2 separate regions of the Mus musculus genome follow, and region 2 is linked to region 1. A link is a contact called in public HiChIP or PLAC-seq data. All regions are on one chromosome and are shown on one strand. Each heading gives the region's core, a stretch centred on a gene start, on an enhancer-like site or on the middle of the called end of the contact. The rest is flanking DNA. Distances are from core to core; before and after follow the strand shown. Region 1 overlaps Gm31813 (a long non-coding RNA gene). Region 2 overlaps Tbl1xr1 (transducin (beta)-like 1X-linked receptor 1).

Evidence for each region. HiChIP or PLAC-seq counts read pairs in DNA pulled down with a chosen protein or histone mark.
Region 2: a contact with region 1 is called in an H3K27ac HiChIP or PLAC-seq map of regulatory T cells, with 5 times the contacts expected there. The contact joins two enhancer-like sites. A contact is called at or near these places in 2 of 15 datasets of contacts at CTCF or cohesin (CD8 T cells and the NIH/3T3 cell line), 2 of 484 Hi-C or Micro-C datasets (CD4 T cells and liver) and 4 of 115 datasets of contacts at active chromatin or transcription factors (CD8 T cells, embryonic basal ganglia, embryonic stem cells and 1 more).

The regions. Positions count from the first base shown.
Region 1 is chr3:21,908,589-21,913,552 of GRCm38.p6, forward strand. The region is part of intron 3 of Gm31813 (a long non-coding RNA gene); the gene reads right to left. Among named protein-coding and RNA genes, the nearest start is that of Gm31813, 53 kb to the right of the region's middle. Within about 2 kb of position 2,668, at least 58 of the 459 cell types and tissues checked have an H3K27ac peak or open chromatin away from gene starts, as enhancers often do. A contact at or near this core is called in CD8 T cells and regulatory T cells, where this site is marked.
Region 2 is chr3:22,088,798-22,093,723 of GRCm38.p6, forward strand. The region is part of intron 1 of Tbl1xr1 (transducin (beta)-like 1X-linked receptor 1); the gene reads left to right. Among named protein-coding and RNA genes, the nearest start is that of Tbl1xr1, 15 kb to the left of the region's middle. Within about 2 kb of position 1,959, at least 133 of the 459 cell types and tissues checked have an H3K27ac peak or open chromatin away from gene starts, as enhancers often do. A contact at or near this core is called in CD8 T cells and regulatory T cells, where this site is marked.

The sequences.
Region 1 (4,964 bases), core at 1,418-3,917:
TTGCCATGATATCTGATAAAGCTTTTTGTGAATCAAAATGGCCCCCTTTTGAATTGGAATTTGGGTTAGAATCATATTGCCCACATGCATGTGTGCACTTAAAGGTGACCACAGTTGTGGAAAGAGCTTATGTGAAAAGTAAGCGGTCAATAGCCTTTGCATTGATCCTTGTTCCGTGGCAACATTACTTCACAGCATTAACTATGCAATCGCCAGACAATTCGGCAGTTATATTAGGATTGCAGAAAAGTTACTGTTGTCCATTATTCACCACTTCAAATAATATTCACCATTAAATGATGGCATATTAATCATGTGGATTTCTATTTTTAATTATTTACTTATGTATTATATTTAGGAAGAGGGAGGGGCTTGTGCAAGCCAAAGGACAACTCGTGGGAGTTGATTCTTTCCTTTCGCCAAGTGTGTCGCAAGTGTTGAACTCAGGTCATCAGTGCCTTTACCCACAAAACAGAGACAAGGTGACTACTGAAAACCAAAGGTCAACTGCCGCAAAGACACTCATCTTTGAAACAGTATCTAAATTCATTTTTTTAAAGAAATGTTTATCTATCTGGAAGAAGCAGTAAGAGATTATAGCAGTATTTGTTTTTTTGTTTTGTTTTGTTTTCAGAAAAATCTTGTGCAGTCAGTCTTGTCAGGTATGAGTGGTTTTCAAATATCCAGAAACTGAACCTTGGGTGTGAAATATCTACACTCAAACTTCATTTGTATGACAGAAAGACAGATTACTGTAGTTATGTTCACATTGTTTGTTAAGTTAGATGCATGAAAATTGAAAATGAATTCTGTTATTGAAACCAGATCTTAAAGTGTCTGCTCTGTCCAACTGGCCTTCAAAAGTTTACCTTATATAATGTTGCTGAGCTGTTAGACTTTTGAAAAGTACCATCTATGGTGTTTTCATGTAGTGCAGTAGCTGCTACAATGTTATCTAGTCTCATGACAAAAATGGGCATAGATGTGCTGGAGAGAAGGCTCAGGTCTGCAGAGACCTCACTGCTCTGCCAGAGGACCCGTGCTTAGTTCCCTGCACCCATACCAAGCAACTCACAATCCCAGCTCCAGGGGATCCAATGTCCACTTTATGCCTCTGCAGGTACCCATATACAGTTGGCATATATTCACAAAGACACACACATAAACATAAATTAAAAATAGAAATAATAAACAAGTGGGCATAAAAAGTTTCATTACCAGTTGAACAGAATCTTTTACTGCTCAGAAGCATGAATATATAACTTATCTTCCTCTCTTGGGTCTTATATTTCTATTTAACTCACAATGCAACTTACCTAGGTACTAAAATTTTGCGAACTGTATCCCTTCTAATCTCAATGATATTGATCCCTTGGTTATTTTGGTTTTTGTTTGTTTCTTTTGTTGCATTTTTCATTGCTTAATCACTGGCTTAAAGCCAACTTGATCTTTAACCATTCCTAGGGAAAGTATTTCTGGTATGGTTGTTTAATAAGGTGAAATAGGATGGCATGGATGGAAAATACTTAAGACTATAACCTCATGTTCATTCTTCCTGCTGAAAGTTTTATTAGTTTGTTTGTTATTAGGCAGGGTCTCATGTAACCTAAGCTGGGTTCAAATTCCCTGTATCACAAAGGATGACCCTGAACTTCTGATCCTCCTGCCTATGTCTCTCAGGGGCTAAGATTACAGTTGTACGCTATCATGACTGATTTATGCAGTGCAGGGAGAGACCCCAAGGGATCCTGAAAGCTAAGCCAAGCATTCTGCCCACTGAGCTGAATCCTTAGTCCCATTTCCATTTTACATCTGCAAACCCAGATTTCTTCCAAAGAGACACACATTACCTGCATGATATGCTTAACTGTTTAACTAAGGAACTATTTTTAACTCTTGATCAAAGGAATCTACGCAGACAAGGAACACGTGTGGGATCTGTGAACATTGTTATGGCAGTGCAGGGAGTCTTCCTGAGTGAGACAAGGACAGATAAGGAAAGTACAATAAGAGGGTCCAGCAAAACACTGAGATATAGAGGTCACCACCACAGAGGGATGGAGAAAAGGAAGGAGATGGAAGTACACAGAGGCAAGATCTGGAAGCATACAGCCTGCTGATTCGTTAGATGGATGGTAATGGGAAAGTCATGGGACATCTGTGGAACTCACCAGTGTGACACAACTGGGGGACACATCTGAAATCCCAGATCTTAAGTAGAGGCATGTGACAGGAAGATCAGAAATTGAGAGTCATTTCTGATTACATAGTAGGTTTGAGACTAGTACGGGCTACTTTAAACCCTGTCTTGAAAAAGGAAGAAGAAAAAAGAATGGAGGAAAATTAGAATTTCTTGTCTAATGTGTGGGTAGCAATGTTACTGATACCGTCATGAATTATATTAGCATCAAGAAAAAGGGTAAGATTAAGATGTCTGTGCATTCTACCGATTGAGTCCTGTGTAATAAATAACTCCCCAAGTGAAGGGTTGAAAACAGCAGTCATAGATACCCTGATCTGCATTAGGAAGAGTATACTGGTGACTCCCATATTGCTTTCCTTTGCTGGCCATGACATCCTGAGTCAGGAAGGCAAGGGCTCCCTTTGGCATGGCCAACTCACAGGAAGTTAAGCTGGTGTTGGGTGCCAACCTCTGCTAGGCTGTTAGCTGGAACATCTATGTGGGCTTCCTGTGTGGTTTGGTACTATTTCCCCAGCAGGATATCTGGGGGCTAAAAGTACAACTGAAGTATAAACCACTTCCTGCAGCTTCAGTGTGGCACCAGAGGACATCCAGAAGATTCCATTGGTCAAATATCCATAAAGCTCAAACTCTAAAATAGGGTCACAGTCAATGCCTCTCAGTGGGATGAATGTCAACTCGTTTTGGTCATGTTTAGTTTGTCCATGGTGGTTTGGTTTGATTTGATGTCACTTTGCCTATATTGAAAGTATTGGGCTAGCCTGGACTACATAAGAATGTGTCTTTTAAAAAAAACAGAGATGGAGATGAAAAAGAAGAAGAGGCAGTGGGAAAGGAAAGGGAGAGTGAGGAGAGGGAATTTTGGATGGAAAACATCAAAAATGAATACAGAAGTAATAGGTTGGAAGCTAGAAAAATATGACTCTCTAAAGTTGCTTTCAACAAATATACAAACTATGAACAATGCTATAACTATTAAGGAAATTGAATCACTATTTTGAAACATTCAACATTTCTACAATGAAAACACCAGATTCAAATACCTTCATTAAAACAAATTCCTGGTGTCCCAACCCACAACTTGGGTGAAGACCTTCTGCTCAACCACAGGCCATGCTTTGCCAGAAGAATGGGTAGGATGCCCATGAACACCCTCCACTCTCTCTGTTCCAGCAGACCCAGTCCTCAAGTCTGTCCCTAGAACGTGCAACAGAGCACCAGCTGAAGTCTTCCCTGTCCATGCCTCCTGTGAATCCCACAGACTAAAAGAATGGATTTGAAAATAGAATCTATCCTTCTGCTACATACAAGAAACAACTTAAAATCAAGGAGAGATATTAGCTCAGAATAAGGGTTGGAAAAAAGATATTCCAAACAAATGGATCTAAGTAACACTGGAAAATCTAAAAGACATGGATGATTTTCTCTGGTACCATTTACCAGAGTTAAGTTAAGAGCAGATAAAAAAAATTAAACAGACCTATAACACCTAGTGAAATGGAAACAGTCATTAAAAGTCTCACAACCAAAAAAAGAAAAAGAAAATGAAAAATTCAGGGCCAGATAGTTAAGCACAGAATACTTTCAAAGAAGTGTTTACATAAATACTCCTCAAATTATCCACAACATATAAACAGAAGGAACATTGCCAAATTCATTTTATGAAGTCACGGTTACTCTGATACTCTAACCACATAAAGACTCAACAAACAAAGAGAACTACAGACCAGTTTCTCTTATGAACAGAGGTGTAAAAATACTCATTAAATACTTGCAAATCAAATTCAAGAACACATCAAAAAGATCATTCATTATGATCAAATAGGTATCATCCCAGAGGTGAAGGGATGGTTTGATCTATGAAAACAAGTCAATGTAATCCAACATCTAAATAAACTGAAAAGAAAAATCAACATGATCATCTCACTAGCTGCTAAAAAGAACTTTGACAAAATCCAACACCCTTTCATGATAAAAGGTCAGGAGAAATGAGGAGTATAAGGGACATAAATAAACAAATAAAGGCAATTTATGACAAGTCTATAGCCAGCATCAAACTAAATGGAGAGAACTCAAAGTGATTCTACTATAATCAGGAACAAGACAAAGTTGTCTAGTCTCTCTATATTTATTCAATATAGTACTTGAAAATTTAGGTAGAGCAATAAGAAAAATGAAAGAAATCAAGGGGATGCAAATTGGAAAGGAAAAAGTCATAGTATCAATACTATGATATGATATGATATGATATGATATGATATGATATGATATGATATATAAGAGACCCTAAAAATTCCACCTGGGAACTCCTACAGCTGATAAACTCTTTCAGCAAAGTGGTTGAATACAAGATTAAGTCAAACAATTAGTAGCCCTCTTATATACAAATGACAAACAGGCTGAAAAAGAAATCAGGGAAATAATAACCTTCATACAATTGCCTCAAACAGTATAAAGTATCCTGGAGTAATTCTAACCATGTAAATGAAGGATCTGTACAATAAAAATGTCAAGTCTTTGAAGAAAGAAATTGAAGAAGATATTAGAAGATGGAAAGATTTCCCATGCTTATAGATTGGTAAGATCAGCATGATAAAATGGCCATTCTACCTAAAACAATCTATAAATTCAATCCAATGCCCGTTAAAATTCCAACACAATTCTTTACAGTCCTTGAAAAGAAAATTCTCAACTTCATAAGAAATAACAAAAAGCCTAGAATATCTAAAACAATCCTGAACAATAAAAGAACTGCTGGAGG
Region 2 (4,926 bases), core at 709-3,208, 180 kb after region 1:
GGCTATCCTTGTAACATAATGTGTCACTATTGGACCTATAGGCACATCTTAACTGGGTTAGTTATTATTATAACCCATGGTGTTCACAGGGATATAAGTCTGTTGAGGAGGTTTCTTCTCCAGCAGCCTAGATGCATTACTATGAAAGTGAGCAAGCAGGAAGAAGGCCTCCTAGTCACCAGCTCCATTTCTCCATGTCTGATGACCATTCTTTTTAAACCTATAAATTGATTATACTATTTGGCAGTATTTTATTATTCAGTGAACTTGGGAACTGTGGATTTGAGGTAATATAGAGATATAATTTTCTATGTTTATGAGTTTAGAATCAGTATTCAGAATAGGAAGAAAATTGATTTTCTGGATGATAGAACACAGACAAACCAATTATGGTCATATTTATTGTTCCACGCCATTGACTTTCTTATGTAGCCCAGGATAGTCCTGAGCGGATCCTCTTCCCTCCTCAGCCTCCTGAGTGCTGGCATCATAGGGGAGTCATTGTGCCTGGCTTTCTCTGAAAGCCTTGTTTTGGGTCTGTGAGCCATCACTTGTTTCTAGACCAGATAGATGTCTGCAGACATGTCGTTGATTTAATTGTTTATTTGTAACCAGGTAGGGCCTTCCTGAGGACGCCTGTCTTACAAGTGTTTCCCTTGGAGCCCCTGATCAAGTTCAAACTGCAGACTCTGCTCATACTGAATTGGTGAGGCTTTCTAAATGAAGTGAGTATTTCTGGTCCTTCCAGAACCTTGTCTCTTTGAAGGTCATATAGGCCCAGAAAAGAGGTTGGTCTAGCACTTCCTTGCTCCTCTGACTCATGGTGTTCAAAGTATAAGATTATCAGGTTCTGCTTGGGTGTCCTGTTTTGAAGGTAGGGCCACCTATGGAATCTTTTTTTTTGGGGTGTGGGATGGGAGGTTGGAACAGCTCAGATATGCTGTTAAAACCAGGAATATTCCCAAAACCAGGGTAAAGAAGACTTGGATCTGAGGTTACTAGTTATAGCTGATTGAATCATTGTCTGGTCTTCTGTGTTGGTTCTTGACTCCCTGTTCTTTGTAATCTGGATCCTCACTAAACCATTTCTCTTTGGTTCTGGTCTTATGTGAGCTCTTGGTCCACCATATACCTCAGGTGGTCTTTCCTTTCACTGCGGTGCACGTGTAAGGCTTTGAGGCTATGCAGTGCACAAGTCATGCATTCTGTCTCCTGCTGACTTTTGAAGTCACTTGCTGTGTCATGGAAGGAACTTCACTTTCATTTTGGGTCTGTGTTGAATGTTGACTGATGGCAGAGCTCTTTCATTTCATGGTTCTGAGTGGAAACAAAACAGATGGAAGAGGAAAGAGAGGGTTAGAGTTGGGAGAAAGAAATAGAAGTGGCTCTCACGCTTGTGAGCTGGACATGACCTTAGCTACTGATGCATACTTCCTAGATAATCCAAAACTACTGGAGATGTGTGGAGTAGAGGGATGTGTAGAAGTTAACTGAGCTGTCAAGATCTGGTGTTTTCAAATAATCGTCAGAAAGGAATGTTTTGATTATTTCTTCAGAACCAGATCTGCATTTGAGAAACAGGGTTTCTAGTTTACAAATGAACTAAAGTGATTGCCACAGTACTTCACTGATATTTTCAAAGAATTAAAAATTCACCAGTAAATTTTAATTAGGAAGGAAATTGCACTGAGAAGTGTGTTCTGGCACTTTGCCCTGGTGTTGCTCTGTGTGGCAGTCAGGAGGAATTTGTTCCTTTGGGCTCTTCCTCTTGTAGCCTCCTGTCCCTTTGGGTGTGTAACTTGACCCCTGAGGCTGCACTCTGCTTGCTTGTGGATGTGTTTTTGAACTTGTTAATTCTCAATCTCTTTGCTTTTTGGGTCAGCTCTTGTGCAGCACAGGCTGGCGAGCTTCATGGCTCCTTTATCTTTTTTGTGTTTGTCAAATGACTCAGACTTCTGGATGGGTACCCTGGTAGGTTGCTCCCTTTGTTTTGACAAAGTGGCATAGATGATTTCTACAAGTTGAGAAGTGCGGTGTTCCCCCCCCCCCCCAAGTAGTTTACTATTAACTTTAAGCAAACATGACGTCGGCCAGTGAGGTAAGGTCGCTTTCCTCCAAGACTCATAGTCTGAGTCCATAAGAATGCCATGTTGGAATGAGAGAAAGGACTTGGTGAAGCTGTCCTCTGACCTGCACTTGTGCACAGTGGCACTCTGCCCACATGCACGTAGGACATGACACCTGTGTACATGGTGTTACGTACTGGCTGTGGTTTGAAGCTGCCTGAGGAGGGCTCAAGTGTCAGTGTGGATAGTGGAATGAAAGCTGCTGAGTTCAGGAATAAAGGAAAGTTTGGAATCATTTAATTTACTGACTTCCATTCCTTGCAAAATACCACATATATCTCATGGGTTTAAGTAGCGTGGAAATTTGAGGACAAGCTCAAAAGAATGGCTCAGGGTGTGGAAAACAGGGAAGTTGAGTGGCTGTAACAAGACAGCTGCTCTGGCTTCTGCACCCTGTCCTCCTGGTTCTTGTTTTGCCTGAGCAGCAACAGTAGAGCTCATGAACCGGAGCAGCTCAGGAGGCTACTGAGTTCTTGCTTACTCTTCAGGGATGTTTGGCCGACCAGCTTTTCAGTGTCTCCCCTTTCACCCCATTTTGCCTTTTTAGGAGAGTGCCCCACACTATAGTCCTGCTGGCCTGGAAAACGATATGAAGACTAGTTTGCCCTCACACTTGCATTTATGCCCCTGCCTCAGCTTCTGCCTCCCTTGTATTGGGAGTACTCTAAGGGCTCCAGGCTTTTTGTCTTTTACTGCATTGGTACCCCTGGGATTGGATTCTGCTCAAGTCTTGTTCAGCAGTCTCAAACAGTCTGGTTTTTGTTTTTCTACCTGAAATTAAACATTTTTCTCATGAGAAGTTAGCCACTAAAATTTTTATTAGTGTCTTAATTTGGATCATTGATTTTGGTAATGTTTGTTTTAAAGTTGTGTAAGGTTCCATATTCGCTAAAGAATGATACCCTGGACTCAAATAGTATGTAAACACAGAGTGTTTTATTTTGTAGAAGTCCAACATGCTGGGGTTTCCCAATACCGGAACCTTGCAGGTCTGGTTTAAAGCACATTAGTAACTTCCAGGGTCAGTGACCCTTATGGTAATCTGTTGGCTGGAAACTTCTTAGGAGATGTCTGGAAACCGCTGCTGTCCTTGCCTCAGGCCAGGTGACAGACCTGGAGTTGCCCAGATCTTGGAAACAGATTCAGGTCTAGTCTCTTTTTAGGTAAGTACACTGTAGCTGACTTCAGACATGACAGAAGAGGGAGTCAGATCTCATTACTGGTGGTTGTGAGCCATCATGTGTTTCTGGGATTTGAACTCAGGACCTATGGAAGAGCAGTCAGTACCTGCTGAGCCATCTCCCCAGCCCCAGGCCTAGCCTCCGTAACTGCCAATTTGAAGTCTGTCATGGAATCAGCCTCCTCGGTTTTTATGGGTTTTGAATGTCCCATTTTTCTGTTTTAAATTCCTGTTATCTTCAGCATTTGACTTTGCATAGATTGAAGTTTTCCACCAATCTGAGTTGCGTTGAGAATCTGTAGCAGAAACACCTTCATGTGCTGACATCTGTTGCCTTCCCTTTCTCTTTTCTCAAAGGGGCTACAATCTATATTCACATCAATAAGGCAGAGTCAGGAGCTGGATTGCAATGTATTAATAGCTAGCCTGGTCTACATACTGACTCCTGGATAGCCAGGGCTACATGGTGAGATCTGGTCCCAAAAATTCAACCAACAAACAAAAAGGCTGAGTATGGTGGTCTGCACCTGTAATGTTTACACTTTGGAGGGTCAGAAATTCAAGGTTCGCTTTGGCAGTAGAGCAAGTTCAAGTCAGCCTGGGCTGTGTGAGGTTATGGCACACAAAATAAAACCAAGACCACACAAAATAACACCAAGACCACCATCACTACCACCACAAAAAACATAACGAATAAAACACAAAGTGGGGACAGTTATTATTTAGTATGTGATGACTATCTTTTCCTGACTACACATCTCACACTTCATAGTGACTTCCCCTCTGGCACTGCCTGGCCAACCCTGGCAGCTCCGTACCCAGGGATGTGTTTGCTCCTGCCTTAGCTGCTTTGTTCTTCATATCAGGCTCTGCCCTGAAATAGGCATGCACAGTGAAGTTAGTGCTCACCCCATGTGACCCTTAGGTCTCTTGTTACTACTACCATTTTACGATGACAGATCTTCCTGTATTGACACCTTCTCCTTTCTGCATATTTAAACTGGGTGAGAGCAGGCATGGGTTCGGTTTCCCTTGTCACGCTCCCAGGACCTGGAACAGGACTTGGAGGTGTTTAGTTAGTATTTTTATGCCTATTAACTCTTTTTGACCTGCTGATAGCTTTAAATGGATTTACTTTTATCATGGGCTATGTAACAGCTCTTTAATCTGGCATTTAGGACGGGCTAGAGGAGCTGAGATTACATTGGTGTTTACATAATTTTTGTAGCTAGTCTCAGTAGTTGAATCAATCTGGAAAAAAATAGGTAAAGGGATAGTTTAAGAACTGATACTAGGGGCTGGAGAGATGGCTCAGCGGTTACGAGCACCAACTGCTCTTCCAGAGGTCCTGAGTTCAATTCCTAGCAATCACAGGGAATTGAACTCACAACCATCTGTAATGAGATATGATTCCCTCTTCTATTGTGTGTCTGAAGAGAGCAATGGTGTACTTATATATATAAAAAACAAACAAAACTTAATAAAAAAAGGACTGATACTGACATAGTTGTGCTAAGATACTAGATTTCAACAAGTTACATTTCATTTCTTTCAATCCAGACATTTCGTCATTCAGTAATAGGAGGTGGGCTAAAACTCCCAGTTATACTGATGGAGGTT